Linked DNA regions of Mus musculus: region 1 is linked to region 2. Evidence: chromatin contacts called from public HiChIP or PLAC-seq data. All regions are on one chromosome and are shown on one strand. Each heading gives the region's core, a stretch centred on a gene start, on an enhancer-like site or on the middle of the called end of the contact. The rest is flanking DNA. Distances are from core to core; before and after follow the strand shown.

Evidence for each region. HiChIP or PLAC-seq counts read pairs in DNA pulled down with a chosen protein or histone mark.
Region 1: a contact with region 2 is called in a CTCF HiChIP or PLAC-seq map of pro-B cells, with 6 times the contacts expected there. The contact joins two enhancer-like sites. A contact is called at or near these places in 1 of 15 datasets of contacts at CTCF or cohesin (pro-B cells) and 14 of 484 Hi-C or Micro-C datasets (the N1E-115 cell line, cardiomyocytes, cerebral cortex and 6 more).

The regions. Positions count from the first base shown.
Region 1 is chr8:23,805,657-23,809,853 of GRCm38.p6, reverse strand. All of the region lies in intron 3 of Zmat4 (zinc finger, matrin type 4), which reads right to left. Among named protein-coding and RNA genes, the nearest start is that of Zmat4, 140 kb to the right of the region's middle. Within about 2 kb of position 1,568, at least 3 of the 459 cell types and tissues checked have an H3K27ac peak or open chromatin away from gene starts, as enhancers often do. A contact at or near this core is called in pro-B cells, where this site is marked.
Region 2 is chr8:23,603,650-23,608,185 of GRCm38.p6, reverse strand. No RefSeq gene overlaps it. Among named protein-coding and RNA genes, the nearest start is that of Gm30471, 43 kb to the left of the region's middle. Within about 2 kb of position 2,520, at least 4 of the 459 cell types and tissues checked have an H3K27ac peak or open chromatin away from gene starts, as enhancers often do. A contact at or near this core is called in pro-B cells, where this site is marked.

The DNA of each region.
Region 1 (4,197 bases), core at 319-2,818, 200 kb before region 2:
GGAATGTCCACTATGGAAATCAGTGTAGAGAATTCTCAAAACCTTAAAGAAAATAATCTACCATGTGACCCAGCCATACCCCTGTTTGTCACATGCCCAAAGGACTTGACATTCTATTCCACAGATACCTGCACAGCTGTGTCCTTATTCACAATAACTAGAAAATAGAAATGAAGTAAATGTTCTTCAATTGATGAGTGGATAATGAAAATCCAGTACATAGACGCTGTGGAATACTCTCTAGCTGTTAAAAAAAAATAATAATGAAACTTTCAGGTAAATGGATGGAACTAGAAAAGATCACATTGAGTGAGCTAATTGGATCCAGAAAGAAAAAGGACACATGAGATCTCTCTCATCGATCCAAATCTTCAGGTGATAGTCCAGACTCTGGAGTGACTGCATAAAACAAAAATGAAGCGGGAGCATTGCAGGGCTGGGCCGAGGCAGCAGAGAGGGGAATCGTAAGGTGTTAGTGATCTGAAGGGGGAAGAGATATTTGGTTACATCATGGAGGAAGAGGGAACAGGCAAGAGCAAGGTTTCTTTCAGATGAACCCACACCCACTCCTCCGTGATACATCTCCTCCAGGCAGGCCCTAATTGCTAACAGCCCATTCAATTATGAATTCAGTGGTGGATTATTTTCATGGGGAGATCGGGTCCTTCATAATCTGATCATCCCAGAAGCCCCCACCTCCAAAGCCAGCTACCTTGTGAGACAGGCCCTCAAACACGGGAACCTTTGAGAAACAGTTCAGACCCAAACTTAGACATAAGGTTACCAGGTCTCTCCAAAGGACAAAGCCTTCAAACTTCTGGCCAAGAAACCTAAAACTCTGCGAATAGAGGGCAGATTGGCTCTGTCACCTGCATCTCCTGCAGAAAGTATTGCTTCAAGAGCAGAGGCACAGCCTGCAGGAATGTCAGCCGACACCCCCCCTCCTCCCCATCATCCAACCCTGAAAGCATCCACTGCACAAGAGCACAGGCAAGCGTGTTCTGTGGGGGAACAGAGAGCACATAGTTTAGGTTTTCTGAGACATTTGCTCCCTGTCCCAGCTTGAAGCTTTAGTGCCTGTGGCGTGTGAACAGTCAGTCATAGTCCTAACCAAAAAGAGTAATTGTGGCTATGTTCCATAACATTTTATTTGTGGACATTAAAATTTGAATTTCATCTAATTTTACACCAACACCATTGTTATCCTTTCTTTGGCATTTTCTAACACTTAAAAAATGTAGAAGCCATTCTTAGCTTGCAGACTTTGCATATGCAGGAAGTGTCTGAATTTTGACCAGTGGCTAATTCCTGACTCCTGATTTAATATGGTACAGAAATAACTGCTCTTCCATGCCTATTGGTTTCCTAATTGCTCTTCAGATCTTCCAGAGAAGAGCAGCAGACCCATCCCTAATAGAACTATAGAGGTTGCAAATAACACTGAAAAGGCCTGGAAAAATAGTGCCATCCGTCATCTGTCACAGCTTCTCATGGGACCTCTGCACACTACCCATTCACTCCTCTGGAGAGGGGAAGTCACACCTGCACGATTAATGTCACTGCAAAGTCCTCGGTATGAAAGCAGAGTTCATGTGTTTTCCTTAGAGAGAAGCCCAAGAACCATTCTGCAGCTGGGCAGTAACAGGTGCTGGCAGTATGACTGATGAGTACAGTGCCTATAAAGATATTAGAAATTCAGCAATCCTTATCAAAATTACAAATGCGTGCTTTGATTGAGTGAACCCACTTGTAGCAAATTCTCTCTCCTTTTCTATGTCTGTCTGTCTGTGCCTGTCTGTCTCTGCCTGTCTGTGTCTGTCTGCCTCTTTGGCTGTCTCTCAGTCTGTCTCTCAGTCTATCTCCCAGTCTAAAATCTGTCTCTCAGTCCATCTATTTCTCAGTCTGTCTGTCTCTCAGACTCTCTCAGGCTGCTTGCATCTGCCTGACTGCCTGTCTGTCTGTCTACCTATGTCTGTCTCTCTGTTAGTTTCTGTCTGTCTCTCTAATGTGTGTGTGTGTGTGTGTGTGTGTGTAATTTATATTTGAAACAAGGGCATATACATCTATCAACATGGCATGGACATTCTGTGATATCATGTAAGATGAAAATCCTCAGTAGCAATGGGTAAGCACATAAGTTCTGGGGCATTGACACTGTGGCATGCTACACAACTGTACATGTGTAGGTACATGTGTGTACACACACAGCTGGTTCTCATGGTTTGTAGTGTTATGGTCTACAGAGTCATTGCAGACACTGAATTAGCAAACACTGGACCATCGCTCCCCCAGGGAGACTCATTCCCCACAAGCTCGGCTTACATTCCTATGCACTGATCAATATGTAATTTGTTTTATACATGTTTCTGTTTAAAGGTACATTATTTAGTATACATTATGAGCTTACACAAGACAAGTGCTTTCTCCCTAAGGCATATCTTAACAGACAGTATTTCAAGTCTGTGCTCAGCAGTCATTTTTAAACAAAAAAAAAAAAAAAAAAAAAAGACAACCCCAAATGCACAAAAATGAGAAAGACAGTACTGTGTTATGGTTCAGGTTGATATTAAAAGGACATCACCTTATTTGATCCCACTTGGAAACACAAGCAGCAGATGATTTAAAGGGTTCTCAAGGTCCCAGGACAAGATCAAGTTTAACAGGCACTATTGCTTGGAGTCAGACTCCGGTAAAACCTTCTGATGATGGAAACAAGTATAGGAGAGGAGGTTGCTCACTTCATAGACCAAGAAGCAAAGGCAAGTGAGAGATGGGGGAATGGTCATCAGGAAACGACCAAGTTTCTCCAGAGATGCCACACTTCTTGATACTTCACTGATGGGGCTAGAACCCAACATCAAATCAATTTAAAATTTTGACCTGGCAATCAAGCCTTTAGAACATGGCCTTCGGGGATCATTTTAGAACTACGCTGTAACAGTAGACAAACCCGCAAGAGGGGAATAAAGGTCTCCAGCACGTGTGCACACACATACACACCCCTTTACTCCATATGGAATCACCTATAGAAGATATAACATCAGATCAAAATGTCAAAGGCAAAGCAATGTGGCCCACATCCTGTGAAGTGCGTGAGACAAAAGGAAGATCTTTGTGAAGAGTTGCGTAACAGAGGTATGATGGCGACCAGATCTTTGAGACAGTCTCCCAGCAATTCTCTTTATGAATGTATGTTTTCAAGTGAATTGACATTGAGTTTTAAAAATTCTCTGTGATGTCTTATTTTTCAGTTTGGGTAAACAGTAAAAAATGTATGCTCCTTAAAATATGTATACTTGGTGAGAAGATAAAAGGTTGGATGAGAAAACCTCTAAAAATTCGTGGTAGAGAAAAACAGAGGTTGATAATAAACAGGATCTCTCAGCATTTGAGAGTTGTATGGTGTGGGTATCCAAACAGGTCAGCCATTAAAACTGCTTGTCACAAAAGATTGATGGCCAAATCCACATAAGAGTAGACAGAGAGAACTGAACCCAAAGAGTTATACTCTAAACCTCCATACACATGCAACCTATACATACGCCCATGCACAGACATCATGCTTATGCATGAACATAAGAACATATATACTAACAATAAATGCATAAAGATATTTCTCAAAACAGAGTTATATGGTGAGAATAGGTCCTAATACAAGTTATAATAAAATAAGAAAGAAAAGCACAGCAGAACTTGGTGACATAACCCTATAAACCCAGCCTTTGGGAGGCTGAGACAGGAGGATCACAAGTTTGAAGGCAGCCTGAGATACACAGATGATATATACATGAGACCACAGTGGAGGCAGGGTGGAGGGCACATAGACAATCAATTCTACCGGCAAAATTGTTCATATTGGTTAGAGAACACTAAAAAGAATTGATACTACCTACTCACAGGCCTAAAACAGAGACTCATTAATGCTTTGTAAAAACCCTTTGAATAATTTCAAAAGAAATATCAGAAACCCCAGTGAAATCATTGTAATTATATGGAGTTAGCTGTTTGGAGTCTTATCTGACAAAATCGAGTCAACAGTCAAGGTTGCCATCTATAGACTGTCTGTATCCCTTCAGATTCCATGTATTGAATCCATTCTTGTGATCCCCAATGTGATGACATTTGGCAAGATGATTTGTGAAGGAATTAGGTCATAAGGGTGGATCCCACATGAAAGAGATTATTGTCCTTATTTGA
Region 2 (4,536 bases), core at 1,271-3,770:
AAAGAGTGGCTTTCCTTCCCTGGGCTTCATGTGCCCATCTGTAAGCTAGCAGGGCTGTGCTCTCTGGAGCTCTGGGCTCTTCCGTGCTGCCAGCTCTCTTGTACCTGTGGGTCCCTTTGCTACCTGTGCTCCCACCTCCTGCACCTGCTCCGTGCATCACTAGCAGTCTGTTCACTTCAGGAGTGCCCTTGGGCTGACCGAGCCAATGCGCGTCCTTGTGCTCAGAGAATGGAAACGTCTTGGAGTTAGGCCCCTCCTCCCTTAGAAAACCTATAACTTGGAAGTATGGAGGCCCTGCCCCTTCCCAACTCAAGACCTTCCGGGGACTCTGCAGCCCCTGCTAAGTCAGCCTCATCCTGGCTTTCTCGCTTTCCCAAACAGCTCACCTTCCCTCCCAATTGGCCTAGAAAAACATGCACATTGACAAAACGGAACTAAGTAACAGGAGGGACAGCTTCTTCGCTGAGATATTTCACTGCTGGAAATGGGGATCTGCAGACTTGACCAAAACAGGCTCACTGCACCTCAGGTCGCTAGCTATAAGGAGACGCTCCACGCTGTACTGCACTCTACTTTCTGAGTGTGCCCTGTCCAATCACAGTCAAAGAAATGACCACAGTGAGCAATGTGTTTTATTTTTTATGTTGCTTTTGGATGTGATCTCGTGCCTCCTGTAACAAACATTTACATTCAATTTATAATACATGTTTGTTATTGTTGGATGTCAGGTCATAGCTATAGAACCCAATATGGTGTACCCTGAACTTGGACATGCTTTGTTTTTATGCTTTCCCAGATATAATCTATAGAACGTGCCAGACAGTTTTGTTTAAATTGATCTGTCCTGAGAAAGTTCTGGGAAAAAGGCTACTCTGTCAGTGTTTAGTAGGTCCTTACTGGCATCTGTTTACATGTTTTTCTGATCATGTTTTCGTGAACTCAAACAACCTTCCTTGCATCGTTGCTTTCTTTGTTGCATTCATGCATAAAAGTAAACTGAGACTGAAGGAAGTGTGTCAATAGCATTAGGCTGTAGTCCCTCCTGTTCTTTCCAGTCCTCAGACCCCACGTCTCTCAAACACAGATCTGCACAGGTCAGTGAAAGTCAACAGTGCCCCTGGCTTGGGACTCCATCACATGGTAGGCATGTATGGCTGGGGATGTAGCTCAGAGGGCTCTGGTGTGAAATGTCCTAGGTTCCATCCCTAGCACTGCAAAACACAAATTTACCTAACCAGCAAATGAGGGTAAAGGTCGACTGAGGATGAACCATACTGCAGGACCAGATGGAAGTTACTGAGTACTGCCTCACTGAGAAGCCAAAGCCCAAGCCCAAAGACTGACTGAAGAGTACAGTCATGCCCTTCTTAAATGCTTGCGGACTTCTCTTTGCCTCCTCACTGGGACCTGGTTCTCTTTGCTCTGTCTTGAATAGACATGAACGTCTGTATATGAGCAGTAAACTTGAGGGTCCTGACCCTGGGGTCTACTTTATCAGGCAAGATAAACAAAGATACACAAGCATCAGTCATCTATAATATTTTAAAAGCCAAGAGAAATCCAAGAGGAAAGTCTAATGGTTGTAGGGAGTTGGTGTGTGTTCCCCCTAGAACAGTGGTTCTCAACCTTCTTGATGCTGTGACCATGCAATAGTCCAGTTTCTCATGGTGTGGTGACCCTAACCATAAAATGATTTTCATTGCTACTTCACATCTGTAACTTGGCTACCGTTATGAATTGCAATGTTAAATATCTGTGTTTTCTGGTGGTCTTAGGTGACCCCTGTGAAAGGGCCTTTCAACCCCCAGGTTGAGAACCACTGGCTCTTGAGAGCATTTGGTGGTTGCAGACAGGTGGAGGGGTGTGAACTTGGAGAAGGGCAACAGCAGTAAGTAGGGGAACCAGAGCGGGTGCAGCAGGGACTTCCAGACAGGAAGTCACAGAAGCCACAGCACTCTGTGAAAGAAGAGGTAACAATGACTTCACTATAATGAGACAGGAGGCCACCTAGGGCACAGCAGGAGACCCATCCACCCTTCCACTCAGGGCTCCAGCGTTCACCTCCAGTCTGTCCAAGGTCATGCCTGCATCTTTCAGCACCCAAATCCAGACCCGATGGGTACATAAGAGGGTTTGTTACCTCTCTCTGGCCTCCTTATTTCTGTCCCTCTAAGGATGTCAAAGGCAGAGCCTGCTAATTTAAACCACGGTTAAACCCCGATGCAGAGCCTCGAATCACTTAATGAATAGAGTGTGATAACCTGCTCTTCACAAAAGGGGGAATTAAAAACTCATTTATATCAGTGACAGAGTAGAAAGAAAACAGCCGTCTTGCTCCGGCCTGATAATGGAGATACCAACCCTGCTTTATGAACTCCTAATTAGATCTCCTCCATCTCTTGTTTTGATTTCATGTTTGCCTTTTTTTTAAAGCGAAAGGAAGAATAGCTACCATGCCCCACCATGTATTGTATGGGCAGAATACCGATGAGGAAGTGCACCACAGCGCCACCTGGAGGCTAAGGAGGGAGTACCTCTCTCGGGCCATGAGCTCTTCTGTCTGTCCATGCGCACATTGAGGACTTCCAAAGTCAAAGAGATTTCATCTGGTCTCTCCAAGACACAGAAGCCAGCCTGTGCCACACTCTAAATCTCTCCAAGGAGAAATGAAACTGTTCTACTTGGCTTGGTGGTTGGGAGACGCTAAGAAGTTTCAGCAGCAGAGCTTATAAAATGTTAAAATAAACTTCTCTCCTCCCCTTCCATCTCCTCTTCCCTTCCCCTTTCCCTCCCTCCCTTTCCTATCCTCTCCTCCCCTTTCTTCTCAATCTATCCCAGACATATGTTTCCACATCTTTCCTCATGAGTAACTCTGGCCTCTCTCTTGTCGTTGCCCTGATCTCTTTTCTCGGCTTTCCTCTGTGTAGTGGAAGAGTCACTTAGAGCTATACTCCAGCAGAAACATGGCTATGGGAAACAGTGACCAGACTGGAGTTCCCAGAACAGAAGCAACAACCTGTAGGACCCAGCAAACAGAAACAGATCAAAATTAGGTTGGAAGCAGATGACACAGCCCAGCAGTAGGGAGGCAGAGGCAGAAGGATAATTACCATTACCCAGTGTGGGTAATGCAGTGTAATGGCTATTCTTGGTGGTCAGCCTGACTGTATCTGGAATGAACTACAATCTAGAAGTGGAGGGCACACCCACAGTGGTTTGTAGCATGTGAATCCACTTGTAGTCTGGACCTTTGAGGCTTTAAGACACACCTTTAATCTGAACCACACCCTCTGCTGGTAACCTACATGAGGACATAGAAAAAGGAAACATTTGCTCTTTGCCTGCTTTCTCGCCTTGCTAGCACATCCATTCCTGGCCTTGGAGGCTCCTTCTTTGGGATTCCATCATAGACAGAAGTCTAGCTGAGACACCCAGCCTTATAGAACTGAGTAACTGCTAGATTATTGGACTTTCCACTCACAGTTAGCTATTGGACTGCAGCCTGTAAGTCATTCCAATAAATCCCAGATAGATGGATAGATAGATGATAGATAGATAGATAGATAGATAGATAGATAGATAGATGATAACGATATTTAGAGAGAGAGGGAGAGAGACAGATCCGTTCCATAAGTTCTATGACTCTAGAGCCCCTCACTAACCCCTGCAGCAAGCCTCTTGAGAATAAAACAGTGTGAACAAGCAGATAACCCTGCTTACCACTCAAGCCTGAGAGTCTGAGTTCAGATCACAGGGTACCATGCACAAAGCCAGAAGCACAGTGTGAATCTGTAGTCTCCACTCTCCCGCTGTGAGATGGGAGGTAGAAACACAATTGCCCAGAGACCCGGGAACCAGCTAGGCTGAAATACACAGTGACACAAAGCCAAGAGAGACTCTGCCTCAAAACAGAGTGGAAGGTGAGAACCAACTCTTAAGTTATTTTCTGACCTCCAAAGGGATACACACACACACACACACACACACACACACACATACACACACACACACACACTACACATATACACCATCCATATGCACATAAATGAAAAGTAAATTTAAAAATCAAAACATGGCCAGATATCACATCCTTAATTCTAGCAGTTGGGAGGCAACAGTAGGCTGATTGTGAGTTCAAGGCCAGCCTGGTCTAAATAATGAGTTCCAGGATAGTGACAGCTCACAGCTACGTAGTAAGACCCTGTCTTGAGAGAGAGAGAAACAGAGAGAGAGAGAGAGAGAGAGAGAGAGAGAGAGAGAGAGAGAGAGAAGAAAAAGAAGAAGGAGAAGGAGGAGGAGGAGGAAAGGGAAAAGGAAAAGGGAAAGGAAAAAAAGAAAAAGAAAAATTAAAAAAAAGAGAGAAATTAAAAGAAAAAGAAAAAGAAAAAGAAAAAGAAGAATAGAGCACACATCTTTAATACTAGTTCTTGGGAGACATAGCCAGGTGGTTCTTCTCTATGAATTCATAGCCAGCCAAGTCTACAAAAACAAGTTCCAGGGCAGGCAAAGAAAATTACATAGTGAAACCCTATGTCA